Regions from separate parts of the Mus musculus genome. Here region 1 is linked to region 2. The links are chromatin contacts, called in public HiChIP or PLAC-seq maps. All regions are on one chromosome and are shown on one strand. The core of a region is the stretch at or near the end of the contact, and the rest is flanking DNA. Distances in the headings are between cores, read along the strand shown. Region 1 overlaps Col26a1 (collagen, type XXVI, alpha 1). Region 2 overlaps Cux1 (cut-like homeobox 1).

The links. HiChIP or PLAC-seq counts read pairs in DNA pulled down with a chosen protein or histone mark.
Region 1: a contact with region 2 is called in a CTCF HiChIP or PLAC-seq map of large pre-B cells, with 3 times the contacts expected there. The contact joins two enhancer-like sites. A contact is called at or near these places in 1 of 15 datasets of contacts at CTCF or cohesin (large pre-B cells), 2 of 484 Hi-C or Micro-C datasets (embryonic stem cells and myocytes) and 1 of 9 other capture datasets (embryonic stem cells).

What each region holds. Positions count from the first base shown.
Region 1 is chr5:136,753,009-136,755,915 of GRCm38.p6, forward strand. Col26a1 (collagen, type XXVI, alpha 1) reads right to left here. Exons shown (of 13, transcript NM_001346699.1): 6 at 1,907-2,005; 7 at 1,185-1,337. Among named protein-coding and RNA genes, the nearest start is that of Myl10, 61 kb to the left of the region's middle. Within about 2 kb of position 1,658, at least 22 of the 459 cell types and tissues checked have an H3K27ac peak or open chromatin away from gene starts, as enhancers often do.
Region 2 is chr5:136,463,408-136,466,347 of GRCm38.p6, forward strand. The region is part of intron 2 of Cux1 (cut-like homeobox 1); the gene reads right to left. Among named protein-coding and RNA genes, the nearest start is that of Gm16599, 72 kb to the left of the region's middle. Within about 2 kb of position 1,349, at least 99 of the 459 cell types and tissues checked have an H3K27ac peak or open chromatin away from gene starts, as enhancers often do.

The DNA.
Region 1 (2,907 bases), core at 408-2,907, 290 kb after region 2:
AGAGTTTGATCCCCAGAACCCACATGGTAGAAGGAGAAAACACTCCCACTCTGACCTCTACACCTAAACTCTGGCATGTCCCTATCAATAAATAAATACAACAAATTTACTTTAGTGTACTCTTCTTTTTTGATGCAATTTATTTTTGAGGTATTGGAGATTGAACCCCAAGGCTCATAATGTACTATGTACTATGTAAGTATTCTACCACTGAGTCACGCCCCCAGCTCCTCCCTGGGGAATTCTAGGCAGGGGCTCTACCACTGAGCCACGCCCCCAGCCCCTCCCTGGGGGATTCTCGGCAGGGGCTCTACCACTGAGCCACGCCCCCAGGCTCTCACTGTGGGACTCTAGGCAGGGCCTCTACCACTGAGCCACGCCCCCAGCCCCTCCCTGGGGGATTCTCGGCAGGGCCTCTACCACTGAACCACGCCCCCAGGCTCTCACTGTGGGACTCTAGGCAGGGCCTCTACCACTGAGCCATGTGCCCCAGACCTACTTTTTTTTTTTTTTAATATGCTTTTTTTTTTCCCTCTTGAGACAGGGTTTCCTTGTGTAGCTGAGACAGGTCTTGAGTTTGCTGGATATCCCAGACTAACTTAAAGCTAGCACTGAGTCTACTGTGTCAGCCTCCCAAGCCCAGCTCCTCCAAGGTTTTTAAATCACCCCAGGGCTAGGGTTAAGGTGAGGTTAAGATCAGGGTTAAGCACTTAGCCAGACCTGCTCCTCCTTCAACTGCTCTCCTCTGCCTCCCTCTGGTCCCTGAGACCCAGAGTCTCTGACCCCATGCTCTGCGCCCCCACAAAGCAGGTGTTTTATGTGGTCTGCGACTCACACAGGTCACACTGTGGTCCCTGAGAACAAGCAGGTCTCTGCCACTTTTGTGTCAGTAAACACCTGTTAGTATCTTACAGTGAGAGACCACAGGGAAGAAAATGTTTCAGGGGTGCTCCTGGTGGGGGAGCCTCGCCAGCTGCAGGCGGAGCCGGGAACCATCAGACCTGGTGAGCTAAGCCTGGGGCCAAGAGCAGGCTTGGAGGCGGTCTCCATGGAGCGACCAGGCCTCCTGTCCTGGATGATCCCTGATATTAGCGACTCTTAGCTTCTCTGGGATCCTTAGCGAAAGCTAGTTTCCCTCAACAGACAGTTTGGCTCACCCACCCCCGACCTGACCCAGCACTCACTCTCCTTGTCTGTTGGTGTCTGCAGGGAATACAGGACGCCTTGGGGAGTGTTTGGCAAGAGGCCAGGACTTCCTGCTGGGCCAGGAGGGCCTGGTGGACCAGGGCGCCCCATCTCTCCAGGGAGCCCGCGTGGCCCCGGTGGTCCCAAGAGACCTACAATGAAGAGCAGAGGCTTTAGGTGAGACCAGCGGCTGCGATGTTACAGACAAGGGAACTATGGCCCTGAAGAGGAGTGGCCAAGGACATTTGTCCAGTCAGTGACAAGTCTCCGGGCCCACAGTCCTCCTGGGAGGTCAGTGGGACATCTTCCTCTTTCTGGCACAGGGACAGCAGAGGGTGGACATGACAGAGTTAGGAGTGGGATCGGCACAGGCTCCAGCCAGATGTCTTGGGACTCGGGAGTAGTTTAACTCTGGAGCAAGGACAGAGCGTGAGCCAGCCCTGAGCAGGCATTGGAGCTCTGCAGCGCGCAGGGGATCATGGGATTCCTGCATGGGGTTTCAGGTGCTTGGAACAAACCCTGGGCCTTAGCAGCGCCATCCCCACCCCAAGGGTCCCAGTAGACTCTTGTCCTGCAGCACCTCTGAGATTGGGGAGAGGAGAAAGGTGAGAAGGAAGTAATAAATTTGGGGTAACAAGCAAGATTAAGGTACACAAAATGCCACCCATGCCCAGGTACAAAGCAAACTCCTGTCTCCACTCCAGGGGACAGGGCTCCTTACCTGGAGGTCCCACTGGGCCCTTCTCTCCTGTCTGGCCCTGTTCACCTTTGGAACCTGGAGGTCCTGCAGGTCCAGGTGGTCCCATCTGTCCTGGAGGTCCTGAGGAGAGAATTATGGGAGAACACTGTGGACTCAGATGCCATAGAGGCTCCAGTTCTGGTCACATGGGTTGTGTGCTCAGATGAGTGATAGGCAGGGGCTCTACCACTGAGCCACGCCCCCAGTCCCTCCCTGGGGGATTCTAGGCAGGGGCTCTACCACTGAGCCACGCCCCCAGCCCCTCACTGGGGGATTCTAGGCAGGGGCTCTACCACTGAGCCACACCCCAGCTCCTCACTGGGGGATTCTAGGCAGGGGTTCTACCAAGAGCCACGCCCCCAGCCCCTCCCTGGGGGATTCTAGGCAGGGGCTCTACCACTGAGCCACGCCCCCAGCACCCGGGTATACTGGTCATGAGAGTTGAGAAGTTGCCTTTCCCTGTCTGTGATCCCAATGACTGAGTTTGTTTTCCCCTTTTGGGTAAACTGAGCAGCTGAGAAGCATGGTCTTCCACTGCCAGCCACAGAGTCAAACTGTAGCTTGTTTTCTCAACATCCTTTCTTCCTGCTGTCTTCTTGCTCAGGGTCCAGAACTGCAGTTGTGGCAGCTGAGCCCAACCTTCCCTGAGGGTCTGCAGGGCCAGGCCTTCCCTCTTGAATCACTATCTCTTGAAATATTCTGGAGGCCTGAGTGTGCCACCACGGAGCAGGCCCAGTTATCCCAGCACTGAAGAGGCTGAGGCAGAAGAATCAAAAGTTCAAGGCTAGCTTGGGTGACATACTTTGTCTTACTTCTGAGTCAGCTGAGGGCCGTGTATGGAGCACAGCATTTAAAATTGCATTTGACTCTGGTCTGTGAGAGAGTCTCTAAAGAACCTCTTGCTGGAAAATCTCACTCAAGGAGGCAGGAAAACGCAGGAGTCACCATTAGCGGGGTGTGTCTGCCACCTGCTGGCCATGCCT
Region 2 (2,940 bases), core at 99-2,598:
CATCTCTAGCACCACACACACATACCCCTTGATTAAGGCAGGAGAATTCCAAGTTCAGGGTCATCTTCGACTACATAGCAGGTTCAAGGCCAGCAGAGAACATAAGACTTTGTCTCAAAAATGGAAAGGAAAGAGAGAAGAAGGAAGGAAGAAGGGGAACAGAGTAGGGGAGGGTCTTGCTTCTGGCTAGTCTGAGAGGTTTGATCATGTACCTGGAGCTCTAAAGATAGCACTTTTTTTATATCCTGATGAGGCAACATGTCTCCACACTCCCAAGACTTTCTTCTAAAACCACTGGAGATGTTCCCAGCATCCACATAGGGCTGAACAGAGGGATACTGTCAAGCTTGCATAGAGCCTGGTGTACTGAGATTATTTTAAAGGAAAGTGAGTCAAATTTTAAACCTGGCACCAATGTATTGATCTGTGTGTCAGCTGTTGCTTCTAGATGTCAGCCCACTCTGTGCTCTTCCAAACCCTGGCAGCTGCCCAGCTGGAATCCTGAACACCTGCCCCAAAGACTTTCTGGGGTACCTCAGTCTGCATCTTCTTTTCATCACCAAGCTCGTTCTTGGTCATGGGCATCTTCCTCATGTCCTGTGACGCCCCCTTCTAAGCCCACAACTGCATTGTTACTTACTTCCAAGCTTCATCCTCTTAGCCACAGCTACTGGGAAACATCAAGCTTCCTGTGGACTCTTGCACTATATCCATGTGAGGCATGTTCACAACCTTGAGCAAGGCTCAGCCTAGAACCAATCCATCGTCCCAGCCTGGGTTAAGAACTGTGTACTCTCTCCCTCTCCTACCCTCAGGATGCAGTAGCACTTTGGGCAAGTCAGGCTGCCTGCACATCCTACCAAGAATCCAACTTTTGCTCAGAACCTATCCCCAGTGTCTGGCACAGATCCAGGCAGAGAGGGATTCCCTCTTCAACACAGTTTCCCAAAGTCTTTGTAAATAAACATGAAGAAACTCCTAACTAAAACTGACAAAAATCCAAAGAACAGGAAGTCAGAGGCAACTGAAATACATCAGTAACTGTTTCCCTTCTCGGCAGTAAACCAGGAACTGAGTTCAGCAAACTGGGTTTGCTCTGTTCTTCTGGTCTTAGCTCTGAGGATCAGAAACAGCAGACTGTGACCAACCCTTCCTCCCCCAGGACCAGCTCCAGGAAGAGGATCATGATCACATACCTTGAGACCCTGAAACCTTTAAAGGAGAACAGTGGGCAAGAGGGCACACTGACTTCTCCAGTAGTAAACTAAATACCCCATATGCCCTCTGGGAAGCCTGCAGACTCCATACTGGGATGGTAAATCCTAAAGACAGATGGCCTAAAGAACAAAAGCAAGAGCTAGGGGTGCAGCTCATTGGTGGAGTGCCTGCCTTCAAGGCAAGGGCTCTACCCCTGAGCTATACTTCTAGCCCTTCGCTGGCAGATTTTAGGCAAGAAGTCTACCACTGTGCTTTCTTTCTTTAACTTTTATTTGTAATGGGCTCTCACTAAATTTCCCAGACAGGCCTTAAACTCTCAAGCCTGCTGCCCCAGTCTTCTGAGCAGTTAGATTTACATGCCGGTGTCATCTGTCTCAAAAAGGGAGGGGGGCTGGTGTACTGGTACACACCGGTAACCTTAGTAACCTCAGCACTTGCAAGGCAAAGGCAGGAGGGTCAGGAGGTCAAGGTTAGCCTTAGCTACATGGAGAGCTCAAGGTTATTCGGGGCTATATGAAATCTTGTCTTAAGAGAGTAGATTACATTCAGAACTTAGAAAATGACCAATGCCATTTTTATAACCAAAACCTCATAGGAAAGGACACAATATAGACTTACTCCTGGCAAAATTATTCCTCTTGCTCTGGGTGGTGCTGAGCATAAGTCCTTATTGTATGCCCTGCTTGTGACACTTGTCACTGAAAAGTACTCACTCACCAGAGAACATGAAGGCTAGCCCAGTGAGTGCCCATAGAAGTGCTGGGCAGACAAATGAGCACAGAGAAACAACTACTGCTGGCTTAGCTGGACATGAATAGCTCACCTTCTTTCCTTGGTGTGAGCCTTATCAAGATAAGGAGGAGAGTGCCTCCATCAGGCACCTCCATGCAGAATATGATGCCGCACTGACCACGGATGTGGCCTCATTAGTCATCGTGGCCAGTTGTGGGAGGAACAGACTCCCAGCTGAGCTGAATGAGGAATGGAAAAGCTAAAGTGATCTACCAGCAGCCAGTAAAGCAAGGCTGTGCTCTTGCTGAGCTGCTTCCTCTATGCCGGGAACGAGAGAATGGAAGAGAGGATGCAACTGGGAGCAGTGGTGGGCAGAACATCAGCTGCTTTTGACTTGAGGAGAAGGTAGTACTGTCCCATGATGGCTCCATTCTACAAGAGGCTTTGGCTGGCCAAGAAGAAAGGAAAACAAGGAGGGGAAACCCTCAAACAAGTGCACTGGAGGGAGACGTACTGCTTACTTTCTGCCTAACGTCAGTAGGCTGGCAGGGGACAGGGGCGACAGAATGTCTCCTTTCTGCAGCCAGTTAGTTGGGGTGGGAGTGGGGTGGAGATACTGTTGAAGTGAACTTCGTCTGAAATAACACGGAGGACGAGGTGTCAGCAAAACACACACCTGCAGAAACTGGGCCTCTGAGAATGAGAAGTCAAAGAAAAAAAAAAAAAAAAAAAACCCTTTTGTTCCGTTTCACTTGTTCTGTGAAAGCAAATCTATGCCCTAGTGTCTCCGCTCTGCAGACAGCCGGTCTCCCCACTGGGAATGTTACTGTGCTGGCCCTGACACTCCACCCTGCGTGCTTTGGGAGTAGTCTTTTTCTCCCTGAGTCATACTTTTCTGGACATCTTCCAGCCCTCAAGCTAAACCTGTAATACCCTAAAAAGGTAGATGAGCAGTGCTTCTAGGATTTAAGTCTTTCTCCACCTACTGGA